3 separate regions of the Mus musculus genome follow, and regions 1 and 3 are each linked to region 2. Evidence: chromatin contacts called from public Micro-C and promoter capture Hi-C data. All regions are on one chromosome and are shown on one strand. Each heading gives the region's core, a stretch centred on a gene start, on an enhancer-like site or on the middle of the called end of the contact. The rest is flanking DNA. Distances are from core to core; before and after follow the strand shown. Region 1 holds the start of Fgf9 (fibroblast growth factor 9). Region 2 holds the start of Dleu2 (deleted in lymphocytic leukemia, 2). Region 3 holds the start of Zfp395 (zinc finger protein 395).

Region 1 (4,308 bases), core at 1,655-4,154, 3.6 Mb after region 2:
GCCTTCCCTAGGCTAGTGGTTAACAATAGCATGCCACCCCCTGCACCGCCTGCGAGGCCCTTTGTCACCCCCACCCCCACCCCTGCTACTGTGGCCTCGCCTGGCCAGGGGCCCCCGACCCACCTCCCAGACCCAGCGGAGCCCTAGGACTCTCCCAAACCCTGCTGCGCGCTTCAGAAAGAAGGGGGTGACCCTGCGTGAGACCGCAAAGCTCAGTTCCAACCTCCAGTCTGTCCTCGTCCCCGCCACCAACTCTCCGGCTGCGGTGCGCACCTCCAGCGGTTCCCACACCGCACACCACCACCGCGCTTCCTCGGGCGGCGGCTGTCAGCGCCACCAGACCCGCACTCACACACAAAGAGAAAGCAAGGGGACTGGACAGGGGCAAAAAAGAAAAGTCGGACACCCGACACGCGACCAGAAAGGTGTCGGTCCCTGTCCTCCCTCCCCTGAACCCCAGCGGTCCCCGCAGTACGGAGGGGCGCACAGGAGCACCGTGGAAAGGGAGTTAGAACCCGAGCGCTCTTAGGACCGCGCGGAACGAGAGCGACGCGGGGCCGGGGGCTGAGCCCGCACCTGCCGGCCCGGAGCGCGGGAGGACCGGGCTCCAGCTGCCCCGGGCATCAAGCGGGCTGCCCGGGCATCAAGCTGGCTGCCCTGAACCCTAGGACACTCGATCCCCGCCGCCACCGGCCTCCCGCTGCTTGGCTTGCTCCAGAAACCCGGCTCCGTAGCAGTCCTTAAGGTGGCCAACTAGACAAGCACTCCAGTAAAGTTTAGTCTTCCCTAGCGACAGGCAGGCAGCAGCGGCGTTTACTTACGGGGTGGTGGGAAGATAGTTAGGTTAATCAGGTTAGCATTCGAAGGAATAATCGCAGCAATGAGCTACACTTTCTGTTTTTAAGCAGCGAGGGGGACACAAGTCAAGTGGGGAAAATTGACTGGGTTCACTTTTGAGCCCAGCCTCAGTAGTGAGCCAAGGGGGAAACCCTGGGCCTCAAGAATCTAGACTATCTTCATCCAGGCCTGGACCCTCCTCACCTCCCGGCAACATCCACAGACCATGAAGCTAAACACCTAGTTTAGATTTCGTTCAACATCTGGCATTAAGGCATGAGGAAGAAAAATCACCACAGGACTTGGTTTTACGACCTAGTCTAAGTGTTGTCAGGTGGGTTCACTCAGGAGTTAACTCCTTCCAACAGTCTGGTTGCCCAAACTGTGGATTTATTTTTTCTTTTTTTTAAATAAGGGGAAAAACCTAGATTCCACACACCCCGCCCCCGCCCCAACGCCAGGCAGAACTGTGTTCGCTGACTTAGCACTGCACCACTGAAGGTGCCCCGCCAGGCACGTGTGTGGAGGCACGAAAGTGGGCAGAGTCCCCACCTGAGTCTGCAGCCTTCGGTGCTGAGTCACAAGTACCCTGCTCGGAACGTGAAATCTTCGGAATGCCCTTTAAAATGAGCCTGCAGCTTTTGCAAGCGCACGCAAACACTCACACCAGAAAGCCACTCAGGAAACCCACACAAGGCTACACGCTGTGGAAATTAAAAAGCGGAGGTTGGGAACCAACGGATGGAAGAGCCGGCACCCCTAGTGGGATTTCCGCCCCCACTCGGGTCAGTTTCCCCAGGGGCTTCTGCCCCGGATGTTTCGGATCTAAAACACGACTTCAGTGCTTCCCCCAGATCACCCAGCAATCTTTGCCTGAGAGATTTCAGACCAGCCACCGGGAATAAACGACACGCTTAATTTACAATTCAGGCAGAATGCTTATTAGAGGAAAAGGGAAGGGAGAAAAAAAAACTTAATTTGAGCAAGATACCAGCTACCTACAGGAAACTGGATGCAGTTTAAAGTTCTTAGTGGTTAAAGCTTTAAACTAATGGAAATGGGTCCGTTTAAAAAGAAACTTCTTAAACCTTATCGTCTCACATATCAAATGAAAAAACTTGGGCTTTGGGTTATATTCATACTCACACTCACACACCCTCCTTTAAGAAAAATAAAGAAGAAGAAAAAGAAAAGAAGGGCCTTCTGAGGGTGAAGTTGCACCAATGCCAGACGCAGATCTGCAATTCCGGAGGCTTTTTCCCCTCCCTGGGCTGGCAAGATACTCAAAGATGTGGGGGGCAGGGGTTATGAATATGAGAATATAGCCCTTCGAGCATCCCCGCCTAACCACCACCTTTCTGGTAGTTAATAATCTGACCGTGTCAGCGCGTGGACAGTGAGGGGTTAAAGGCATACCTACCGAAGCGGCTGTGGTCTTTCCTGGTTCCCTGGATAGTACCGTTGGGGAAGATCTCTAAATGAAATCCAGTCCTGCAGTACAGCTGCCTCCGCCTGAGAATCCCCTTTAAATGATCCAAGTCCGTGACTGCGGGGCCCCGGGGCAGCCCCCCTGCTTCGGACTGACCCAGGTGGTCACTTAGCAACACCGGACTGTCCACCGGCAACACCGGTACGTTCCCGAACGGTACCGCGTCCTGCACACCGAAATAGCTCCCAACTTCACCTAAGGGAGCCATCAGAGGACTCGGCTTTTAAGCACAAGAATAAACAATAATGATGGTATCAACCAGGAGACACTAGGCGAGGTATATCCAACTCCCCTCCCTTGCCGCAGTTGCAGACAGAGAGGGAAAAAGGGTTCTTTTCTTCAATCCATCCGATGCATAAATAAAAGTAATCGGCTGTTTCTCTGGCACAGGTTCAAGGTCAAACCACTGATAGTCTAAGAAGCCACCACTTTATACTCACACACTGACATTGATCAACACAGCTATGCATCGCTACATATGGAGCCTCGACTCTCAGCAGGCAGAAAGGTCTTCATCCCATCCGACCGTAATAAGGGAAAAAAATCCGTAGTTTCTCCATTTGCTTAGAGATCAGAATGACCATAGCAACGTAAGTGCCTGGGCGATATTACAGGGATTTTTAAGATGCTCGGGCTACGTCAGAATTTACGGATCCTGACTCCAGAAAGGCATGCGCTGTTTTTACTCTCTAACCGACTCTGCAGACATCAGCATGAATCCTTCAAGGGGAAAAAAAAAATCTCACGTTGGCGGCGGCGACAAATCTCTCCTCCCAGTCCCTCCTCCAAAAAATAAAGATAATATAACAAAAAGAAGGGGGAAAAAACTTTCGGCGTCCAAAGCTAGTATCCAGAACGCTGCAGAGGCTCTGCGGAGGTCCAGCGGCTTGCAGTGAGGCGAGCGGCAAGCGGCGGGCGAGGACCGCGTCCCGGAGCTCGCGTGCTGCCCGGGCTGCCGCGAACAGGTGTCGCCGCGCGGGCCGCGCAGCGCCGTGGCCGCGGAGCGCTCCTCCTGCGCAGCCCCCGCCGGCGCGCAGAGTGGCGCAGGCGGCGGCATTGGGCCGGGTTTAAGGTAGCGCGGCGGCCGCCCCGCTCCGCCCGGTCCTAGCGCCCGCCCTGACGCTCGAGCCGCTCTGCCGCAGGCCGGGCACAGGCGGGCAGAGCGCGGGACTTCTCCGGGAGGACGACCTAGGAAACCCGGCTTTAGAGACGCCGGAGACGCGGTGCCAGAGACGGGAAGCAGCAGCCCGAAGACATTCGGCCACAAGAAATCTAGCTTGCTAGAGACGCAGGGTCAGAGGGGAACTGAGAAAGCAGTTTTCGCGCGGACTCTGTAACCTTGCGTCGCATTATAAAATAGACTGGGAGGGAAGGGTTGGTGTAGGGAGCTTGGTTGGACAGGGCAGTTTCTCTTTCATTCTACAGCCAGACTTACAGACGCGCAAACAATATTGCAGGTAAGACAGTTGGGTGTGAGTCAGATTCTTCTCTCTCTCTCTCCCTCTCTCTCACTCTCTCTCTCTCTCTCTCCCTCACACACACACACACACACACACACACACACACACACACACACACACAAAACACACACACTGGTGGGCCCACACTCGGGTTTGTTAAGGGAATTCTGGTTCGCATCTTTGAGTTGTTCGGGTCCTGCCTCCCCCCAGGTTCCCGCGGCTAGGAGCAAAGGGCACCCAGGGCGCCTGAAAACAGCCCCTGTCCTTGAGTTCGACTCACGCCCCAGATCTGAGTGTGCGTCTTCAGGGAGAAGGTTCCAATGAGTTCTCTCTCGCCCCCAAACAAAGCTACTCAGGACGGGCTTTGCCACCTTGAGCTCTACTTTGCCTGGAAGTGAAAGGCTCGAGTTCCAGGGTTGCTCCATGGCCCGAAGCTCTCTGCATAGCCTAAGAGCCAGACAGGAGCCGCCGGCTGGGCACGGGCGCTGTTCGCTGCTCAGGGCTCGCTCGCTGCCGCGGGTG
Region 2 (4,330 bases), core at 1,135-3,634:
AAGAATTCCGTGGGCCTCGAGTCCCAAGAGGCCTTTGCGCACCCTCGCCTGCGTTCCTGCCTGAGACCCTGCTAAGACATCTGCCACTAGAAGCCAAACTCGTTCGTGTCACACTCCTTTACTTCTGCAGGGTCTCAGTCTTCAACTTCGAGACCCAGACCAAACTCTCCATGCAAGATTGATGTACTATCCATATGCACTTTTCCGGAGATGGGAGTTTGGGGGGAGGGGGACCCTTCGCAACCTAGGACAGATCCTGGCAACTCCTGGGCTTCCTTCGGGAACAGCTCCCCCCACCCCCACCCCCATCTCGGCCAATGTTTGCGACCCTACACTTAGGTCTGCCACCGCTGCCCTTAGGGAAGTGGCTGTGACTGATGCGCCTGAAGTGGTTTCGTTTTGATTCCCTTCCCTCCTCTCCGCGGCTAGGAAGACCGTGAAAGAACAAAGTGGGGGCGGAAAGCCGGTGTCTTAACAAAATAGCTGTGCCGCTGAGCCTTAGTCGGAGGACGGGGTAAGGCAACCATGACCATGCCTTGACAAACTCTGACCCTTGCAAGAGTGGGAAGGACCAGGAGGCCCTGACTTGTTTACTAAATGCAAAGAAACGTGATTTGTAGCTATTGCTGCAACCAAAGTGTCAAAGAAACGAATTTGCATTCATAAGAGGTTTGTTTTCCAAATGCTGAGTAATGAAGGGTACAAGGACCGGGAGGTGAGTAGCTAGGGCCTTTGGATAAATTGCAGAGGATGGGGAAGATTGAGGTCCCGCCCTAGGCTCTGCACACCGCCAGGTGTGGGCGACCAAAGCCTATCAGGCCTGCAGCTCCAAACTTTAGAAAGGAAGCGAGTGCTGCAAAAGTTCACTTTATATTGTCTCACTTCCTTCTTTTAGCAAGCACACACATAGCAAACTTGGAAGGCACGTTCTAAGCTTTAGAATCTAAAGTTTCTCCTTTAAAAAAAAGAAAGAAAGAAAGAAAAGAAATAGAAATAGAGAGAGCGAAAGCAAGCGGGCCTAAATCTGGAAAGGTTTCTCAACTCTAGGCAAATCTATTTCCTCCCCCATCTGACTCTTGGAAAAGCTCTACCAGGTTTGGACCCACCCTTATACCTAACTTCCAAGCCCCTCACAGTAGGTAGGTGCCCGTGCTGAGGCGTGGTGGTGGTCCGAACTTGGGGCGGGGGAGTGGGATGGGGGGAGTTCTTCTAGACTGTTTACCCCTCTCCAGTTGCTGGGAAAGTCCGATGCGTTTCCTGTTCTCATCCGAGCTCAGCCTGTTTTCCTGAATCAGTGATCTGGTAGCTAACTTATTATGTTCTGATCCTGAAAAGTAAAACTGCGTTCTGAAATCAATTACTTAGGAAAGGGACTAGAAGCTACAGAAGTTAATCACGCTTAGACTAACCACTTAGTTTGCCTTAATTGTAAGGCCTTCCTTTGGTGTTTATCGCACTTTTTGTTTACACTGAGCCCTCCGCCTAGGCTTTAGGCCAGCAGGGCGCTCAGTTTCACTTCGGGGTTTGGAGGGGCCTATCACTTCGTCCTCGGGGTTTAAAGGCAACTTGTAATGGTTTGCCCCAATCACTCCTGTAACCAAAGAGTAAGTCCTCAAGAACCGCGTTCCCTTGTCAAGGAGTCGGATGCGCAAATGCCTGGGGCTTTAAGCAGCTGGGAAAGCGAGAAGGAAGCTAGCGTGAAGCTAGCTGCACCTGCGGATCCAGAGCGTCCGCCCCGCGCTTCCCGCGCCCAGCGCTTTTGCCTGGGAGCTGCTGCGAGCCACCCCCGCACCCCTCACGCCCGTTGGCCGGGGGAGCGAGGCCTAGCAAGCGGACGCCTGCGGGAGCCGCCGCACGTAGGGGGCACAGGGACTTGTCCAGGCCGTGGGCTCCAAAGCGAGGCCCAAACGCGCGCGCTCTCTGCAAGTAGGGCGGTGGCGCTCCCAGAGACGGAGGGAGGTAGAGACGCCCGAGCGAGCGAGCGAACGGCACGCTCGGGGCCACTCCGCGCGCAAGGCTCGGGTCCGGGAGAAATTCCCCCCCCCCACCCCCCGTCGAGTGGTCAGAGTGCGGGTCCCCAGGTCGTGCACACCACCCGGGCCGGCGACCCCAGCCAGGAGCAGGGGAGCGCCGCAGGGCGGAGGCCGCTGCCACGGAACCAGGCGGGCGGCGCACAGCCCCGGGGAGCTGGTTTTCCCGAGAGGGCACGTGACGGGGTTGGCAGCGCTCGGGCCCGGGCGGGGGGAGGGGGAAGTGGCGAGCAGGAGGCCCGGGGGCGGGCGGCTGGCGCGCTGTGTACTTAGGTCGTGTGCTGGGGCTTTTCTCTCCTGGGAGCGGGCCGAGGGGCGGGGGAGGGGCCACCGCTCCGCCTTCTTCTTTTCGCAATGTTGACGCAATCTATAAATAGTGGAACAAAAGGACCAACTTCCTCGGAGCTTTGCTGAAACTGCACAAAAAATCGAGCTGGGGGGTTCCCTGGTCCCCGATGTTGGGGCGGAGAGCGCGGCGCCGAGGGAGGGGGCGGCGCAGACCGGCCTAGGGGACACCTGGTCGAGCGCAGCCGCCGCTCCGCTCGAGCCCTGCGCTCCAGTGCCCCCACTGGCTGGAGAGCTCGCCCAGACCGGGGGTCTTCCTCCGTCGCTGACAGGTCAGTGCGCACCGCCCCTTTCGACTCTAGGCTGCTTTTCTCCCTCCTCCAGCCTCCACTTTTAGAAGGGAACCGGGGCGGGGGCGGGGGGCGGTAAGGAAATAGAACGAGGAGCAGCAGCGACAGAAGGAAAAAAAAAAAAAAAAAGCAAAGCTGTAACCCCGGCGTGCACGGAGCGAAGAGAGTGAGGGGCTCCAGGAGGAGATCTGCGCGTGGCCCCCACGGGAGACGGAGCTGGCAGAGCAGGCGGGCCGCAGGGTGAGAGGAGGGGGCTCCCCGGAGGCCGTGCGCGTCTCTCGGTCCCCTTTGAACGCAGACCTGCAGAGTCCGCCTGGTCCACGGTGGGAGGAATGAGTGGAGAATTGTCGCCGCCGCCACTGCACCCCCGAGGCCCACGCACCCTGAGCGCCTAAATTTGGGGACAGGGTGGGAGGGGGGCACCCTGCGCTCAGGGAGCAAGGACCTGAACTCAGGAGCCCGCTGCTTCGCCGTTGGGGAGGGCGGAGCTGGCGCTGTTGACAGCGGTGAGGGAGCAGGGAGGGCGAAAGTTGGGGAGAGGAGGCGGGAGAGGTGGGAGTCTAGTTGAAAAGGGGGGGGAGGGAGCGCGCGCGCGGGATTCTGAGGGGCGTGGATCACGTGATGGGCAACCACCCCCGCTACAGGCTGGCGGTAGGGTGACGTCACCACCCTGCCTGCAGGGGGTGGCACTTCCGTTTTCTCCCCCCCCCCACCCCCCCCAGGGCTGCTGCTCCCAAGCTTCTGCACCCTCCTGAGGGTGGGCAATAGTCTGAGGTCATCAGGTGCTTTGGCAACAACCGGGAGTTAGGCAATGAGGGCTAGGTCTGAAGCTCAAGCCGGGCCGCCCCTCGACGCGCCCCATTGTGTGAGCAGTGGGCGAGGGCGGTGCCGGGTGCCGGGCCCCCCGCGGCTCCCAGCTCCAAAAGGGCGGGGAGGACTCTGTTCCGTCAAGGCGGAGTCTGGCCACTAGCTGGTTCCTGAGTCCAGACTTCGAGATCCCAGCGACTAGGGTCTTACTCGCCTGACTAGCCCTCTGGGCGCCTGGTGGTTAGGAGCCAGTTCTATGGCTCTGGTCCGTGGCCCAGCTTGATGGGTGTGTGGTCAATCTGTCACCACTGGAGCGACTCAATTCCAGCAGTCCTTAAGAGCTATTTTGAGTAAACTCTGGGTTTTGGTGACTCAGCTCGGTGAGCGGCGCTATTTATAGGTAGATGAGTTAAGAGCGGGGAAATACGCTTCGATAGGATCGGTCCGCCCTATTATAGCAAAGATCTCTACTAAGAAGCAACAATTTAAAGTCTTAGGAAAGAAAAATACTTGGTTCTTAGAATCTGTGTTGTAAGGAGAAGACTTAGAACAGTGAAAGTGGAACATTTCCCGGAGTAAATGGAGAATTTGGGGACTGTCATGACCATTAACTGGCTTTTCGGTGTAGGTTACTGACTCTCCTAGACACCTGCAACATAGAATGCCCATATTAGAATGATAAAAGGGGAAACTAAATGCTGGCAAAGTCCCTGCACTATATTCTGTAACAGGAAGGGATGTGTGATATTTATCTAGTGTCAAAAGTCTGGTCTGGTGGGAATTTTATGTTTATCACCCAATTTCTTCCAAGAAAGTACAACAAAAACGTGTGCTTTTCTTCCCTAGTGTGTAAATGTG
Region 3 (4,862 bases), core at 721-3,220, 3.7 Mb before region 2:
CCTCTCTAGGGCCCAAGTGGCAATCATCTTCTCTGCAAAACACACATTTTAGAGTCCGGTTAACAACTACAGCAGCTCCAGGCCCTGGTGTGTGATCAGCTTCCTCCAGGAATTAATTCCTATTCATTTCTTCCCTTCACCCACCCCGTCAACAGATTACTTCAACAGCAGTGTCTTCCAGTAAAACCAAGTCCAAACCCACAGCACTCCAAAAGTGCAACAGGCTACTTCACTGGTCTGTCTCCTAACATCAGATTCAAAACTCTTTACCAATATCCTTGTTACCTCATCCCCTGGTCTACTGTCTTCCCAGTCCACCCTGGATAAAAGTCCAATTCTCAGTCTGACTTTCTAGGACTTTCACAATCTCAGCCACTATTCCTCTCTCTATCTCTTACTGTTCAGGAAACATTCCAGGAGGGCCAAGGCCATCTCCTGGACTCTAGAGAAACCCATATTCATCTCCACTTTGTATCCCATTTTCATAAATCCCATCTTTCAAGGACACATAGCCCAGGCCTGGTAATTCCAGTCCATAGCTCCCTCCCTCCCTGTGACCTCCAACAGCACCCAGTTCTGCACCTGGCATTGTGACAACTAACTGTGCCCCATCTGGAGTCATATTTCACATGCTCAAGTCTTTCTATGTCCTCCAAGAGATTACAAGCCCCGACGGGTGTTATCTATGAGTCTTCTATTGCCTTTCTCACCAAGACAAGCAAGCCCTTGGACATCCTTTTGTAAACTTGTCACCTGTGAACTCCTCCTTCTGACTGAGTCTTGCCAGGGAATTATCCACAGGTGGAAATTATTTCAAACTGAGTTCCGTATTCCCTTCCCCACCTTTATCTCCCATGCCTCCTGTGCCTGAGCCTGCACAGTAACTTTGCAGCCCTTGCACGTTCATTTGCATTTGAGCTCTCAAATCATTTCTCTCTCATAGCTTTCAGAGACATCATCCAGAAAGCTTGGCAGTGGGAAGAGGGCAGAGTGGCTTCTCAGAGGTACCTGTGGGCTAACCAATTTCCTTGTGTTTCACCCTTCCAAAGCAAGAACCTCTATTTACACAACCCCCCTTAGAAGGATGTCCTCAGGCTACAATACCTGTTGATTGCTCAGTTTGAAACAAACTGCTCCACTTTACACCATTCTGTTAAGGGATCTTGCAGAAAGCAGTGAAGAACTATAGATAGCCCCTGTGCCATGGCCTGGCATCATGGGAACCCATGCCTGGTGGAAGTCCTCCAGAACCACAGGAAAGGGAGGGATGGAAAACAGGGCTCCTGCAAGATTGCTGGCAGGTGGGTCTCTTTAGATCTCCAAGAGGGCCCTAAAGTGAAGGTGCAGAGCCTTAACTCCCAGGCAGGAAGCCTTGGAATTGTTTGCCCATGACAAACTCCCTTTGCAGGCCCCCATGGGCCACTCCAGAGGCCCACAGTGCCACGGCCCGGGAGGGACCCGGGGTGAGCCCGGAAGGCTTAGAGCCAAGGGGGCGGCGAAAGGGGCCGCAAGAAGGGGGTTGAGAGAGGGTGTGTCGCGAGGCCAGTCCCGCAGCACGGCACTCTCTGGTTATGGAGAGGGCAGGGGCGCGCATAGCGCAGGGCTGACGGCTCAGCCGGAAAGGGAGCAGGTTAACAGGTCAGTGTGGCCCCGCGAGGCCACTCCCGGCCACCACTCAAAGTTGGGAGGGAGATCGGGCCGTAGGACCCGCGACATAAACAAGGCGACGCGTGAGAGGGAGAGCGGCCACCCCCACCCAGTCACCCCGCCAGCGCCGCAGCAGCCCCGGTCCTGCCCGGGCCGCGCGAGCCTCCCGGGTCTCCCACCCACCCCTGGCTGTCGGCCCCAAACCCGGGCTGCAACCCATGCGAGGTCCCGCGCGCAGCTCACCTCGGCCGGCCACTGACCCAGACAGCTCGGCTCCCTGCAGCGGCCGCGGCCCTGCCCGCCACCGGCGCGGCCCCTGCACTGCGCCGCCTCCCGCGCCGCCGCCTTCGCGCCCACCTGGCCGGCCTGCCCTCCCTCTCCGGGACACTGCGCTCACGTACGCGGCCGCGGCCACAACCCGGCCCGGATTCCCCCGCCCGGGAAGGGAGCGCGCCGAGCCGCTCGCAGCCAGTCCGCCCGCGAGCCAGCCAGACGCAGGGACACACCCCCGGCCACGCGCGCGCACGACTCGCGCGCCCCCAGCCCCAGCCCCGGACGTGCGCGCGCGCGCTCCACACACCCTGCTTGGCGGTACACAGTGGGCGCTCAATAAGTGCTGGAGCGACTCCTCTCACACATGCGCACTTGAACCTGACCGAGTTGTGACCCACTTCCCCAGCCCCCACCCCGAAATCCGAGCGTTCAGCACCACCCGGAACCGAACTAGCGTATCTGCTACCCCCGCGCCTCCTTTTTTTTTTTTTTGACTCCCCCCCCGACCCCCCCCCCAACTGAACTGCAAACCCAACCAAAGTTTCTGGCTGTTGTTTTTCCAGCGCGCCCCAGGGCGGGAAAGGAAGCCAGAAGCTCTAGGCGCCAGGGACAGGAGCTTGGCGAGGGCGACAGGGACCCGAGGCCGGGTAGCGGGAGGCGGCGCGCGAGGGCGGAAGCGCTTGAAAACCCAACCTTTCCATTTCGCTTTGGACCAAGAGTGTTCTTCTCCAGTTTTATGACTTTTATTCGTTTGTAGTTGTAGCGCGAGGCGATGTTTACTGTTTCTGGAATTAAATAGGAGAAAGTTAACTATTAGCCTTCAGCCCTTGTGTAAACAATACCGGTTGCTTTTTGGCACCGTTAGGCTCTGGCTTTTGGATAATTTGTAACAGGGAGAATCGAAGCGGTTCCATTGTGTAGTTCTGTGTTTTTTCTAGATAAGGCCAAGGACAGTGGAGAGGGGTGTGTGCGAATGTCTAAGTGTGTGTGAGTGTGTGTGTGTGTGTGTGTTTACAATCAAATTTAATGAGTAAAAGAGTAATAGCCCCTCCCTTCTCAAAAAAAAAGTTTTAAAATACTTCGAAGTTGCAGTTCACCTCCAATTTTGGACTTCCTGTGTTTCTAGGAGGCCGTGGAGTGTTAGTAGAGCTTGGGAATCACATCCCATTTTAAGAGCTGAGTTAGCATTGGCATCTTTAGCAGGTTCAGCCCTAAACACATCAGCTTCTTGATCTATAAAACAAAGCAGTGTAACTAGAGATAGTGCCTAGCTCACGGCAAATGAAAAACAATATGTCCTGGGAACTGGCAAGAGGGCTCGTGGGTAACACTGCTTGTGACCAAGTCTGATGTCACAAGTTAGAGCCCCAACATGCACAACATAGCGGAGGGAATCAACTCCAGCCCTGTACATACACAATAAATACATTTTAAAAAAATAGTATGTCCTTTTTTCTGCCCTCAACTATTTGTTGAAATAAAATTATCCAACTGGAATCAAAATTCCTACAGGAGATGATTCTCAACTAGGGGTGATTTTTTTTATCCCTAATAATATTAATTTGTCCTTAAAATATCTAGATATATTTTTACTGGTGTTGGGAGGGTGATTTCTCACTGTCATTTAAGCTGCTGAAGGCTAAGTATTCCACCAATATCCTGCTGTGCACAAGACAGCCCCACATGGATGAATTAACTAGTTTCAAATGCCTGCCTTACCTGCTCTAGGATCAGCCTGCCCAGGGTGTAGTTCACCCAAGACTGCTTCTCCCTTTTAATTCTCAACCTCAGGAAAAAGTTCTGTTTCCAGATAAGAATAAAGTGTTATAGGGCATCACATCGGTGACTTTATTTAATACACAAAGCCTTCCCTTAACATGAAGATATGGATTGGAAATGTACACTTTATGATTAAAGGGACATATGCAGTCCATGCATGGCTTTCTGTTCTTGTTCCAGTTGTCCCCAAATGCTTCTGTATAGTCAGTCCCTCCTCTCAAGTCTTTCTTGATCACCCTGAAGTTTGCAATACAGTCTCTGCCCCAAGGAACGCTTGGCCTCCTCACAAGCAGACTGCTGCTCACTCAGAATTGAGCAATACAGAAAACAAAGCACGTAATTGATCATTGTAGCCCAGGGACTAGGGTGTCTGAGACAAGTGAGTCTTCATAGTAAAATCCGGGGCTCCAGAAGTGCTTGTTGAGCTAAATGAAAGTTGTATACACAGAGTAGGTCTCCAGCTGGAGTGTGAGCAACATGGCAAGATTTAAACGGCTAGGCTCTGTAAAGGGATGAGGGTCTGGCTTCGGTTTTTGTTTAACTGTGTTTTCCGAGACAGGATCTTTAGCATTGTAAGTAAGCCTACACTAAGCTTTTTAGATAGACAAGGGTTCTACCACTTCCCAAGAACAGGGGTCACAGGCAGGCACCGACATCCATTTATGTTTCATTGGGAACCAAACCCAGGGCTTCATTCGTGCATACTGGGCAATCATACTGCCAACTGAGCAACATCTCCAGCCCAATTTTTTTCTTTTTATAATTTTTATTTATTTGCTTTTTTTTTTTTTAAGGCAGGGCCTCTCTGTATAGCCCCAACTGGCCTTGAACTCACAGAAATCCACCTGCCTCTGCATCGTGAGTGCTAGGATTACATTTATGTACCACCATTACTGATATTTATTTACTTACTAATTTATTTTTGCAGTACTGGAGATTAAACCCAGGGCTTTGAGCCTGCTGGACAAGGTTTCTACCACTGACCTAAATCCCCAGCCTGAATTCATTTTTTCTTTATTTTTTATTTTTATATTTATTTACTCATTTATTTGTTTTTCAAGACAGTTTCTCTGTGTAGCCCTGGCTGTCCTGGAACTCACTCTGTAGACCAGGCTGGCCTCGAACTCAGAGACTGACCTGCCTCTGCCTCCCAAGTGCTGGAA

What was found. Promoter capture Hi-C pulls out the DNA fragments that hold promoters and counts their contacts. Hi-C and Micro-C count contacts between places; a contact is called where the count stands out from the background.
Region 1: a contact with region 2 is called in a Micro-C map of embryonic stem cells, with 16 times the contacts expected there. The contact joins the promoter of Fgf9 here to the promoter of Dleu2 in region 2. A contact is called at or near these places in 5 of 484 Hi-C or Micro-C datasets (all in embryonic stem cells) and 1 of 115 datasets of contacts at active chromatin or transcription factors (embryonic stem cells).
Region 3: a contact with region 2 is called in a promoter capture Hi-C map of liver, with 4 times the contacts expected there. The contact joins the promoter of Zfp395 here to the promoter of Dleu2 in region 2. A contact is called at or near these places in 2 of 39 promoter capture datasets (liver and pre-B cells).

What each region holds. Positions count from the first base shown.
Region 1 is chr14:58,071,282-58,075,589 of GRCm38.p6, reverse strand. Fgf9 (fibroblast growth factor 9) reads right to left here and starts at 2,904. Exons shown (of 3, transcript NM_013518.4): 1 at 2,258-2,904. The coding sequence starts at 2,534.
Region 2 is chr14:61,680,427-61,684,756 of GRCm38.p6, reverse strand. Dleu2 (deleted in lymphocytic leukemia, 2) reads left to right here and starts at 2,384. Exons shown (of 7, transcript NR_028264.1): 1 at 2,384-2,647.
Region 3 is chr14:65,355,784-65,360,645 of GRCm38.p6, reverse strand. Zfp395 (zinc finger protein 395) reads right to left here and starts at 1,970. Exons shown (of 10, transcript NM_199029.2): 1 at 1,891-1,970.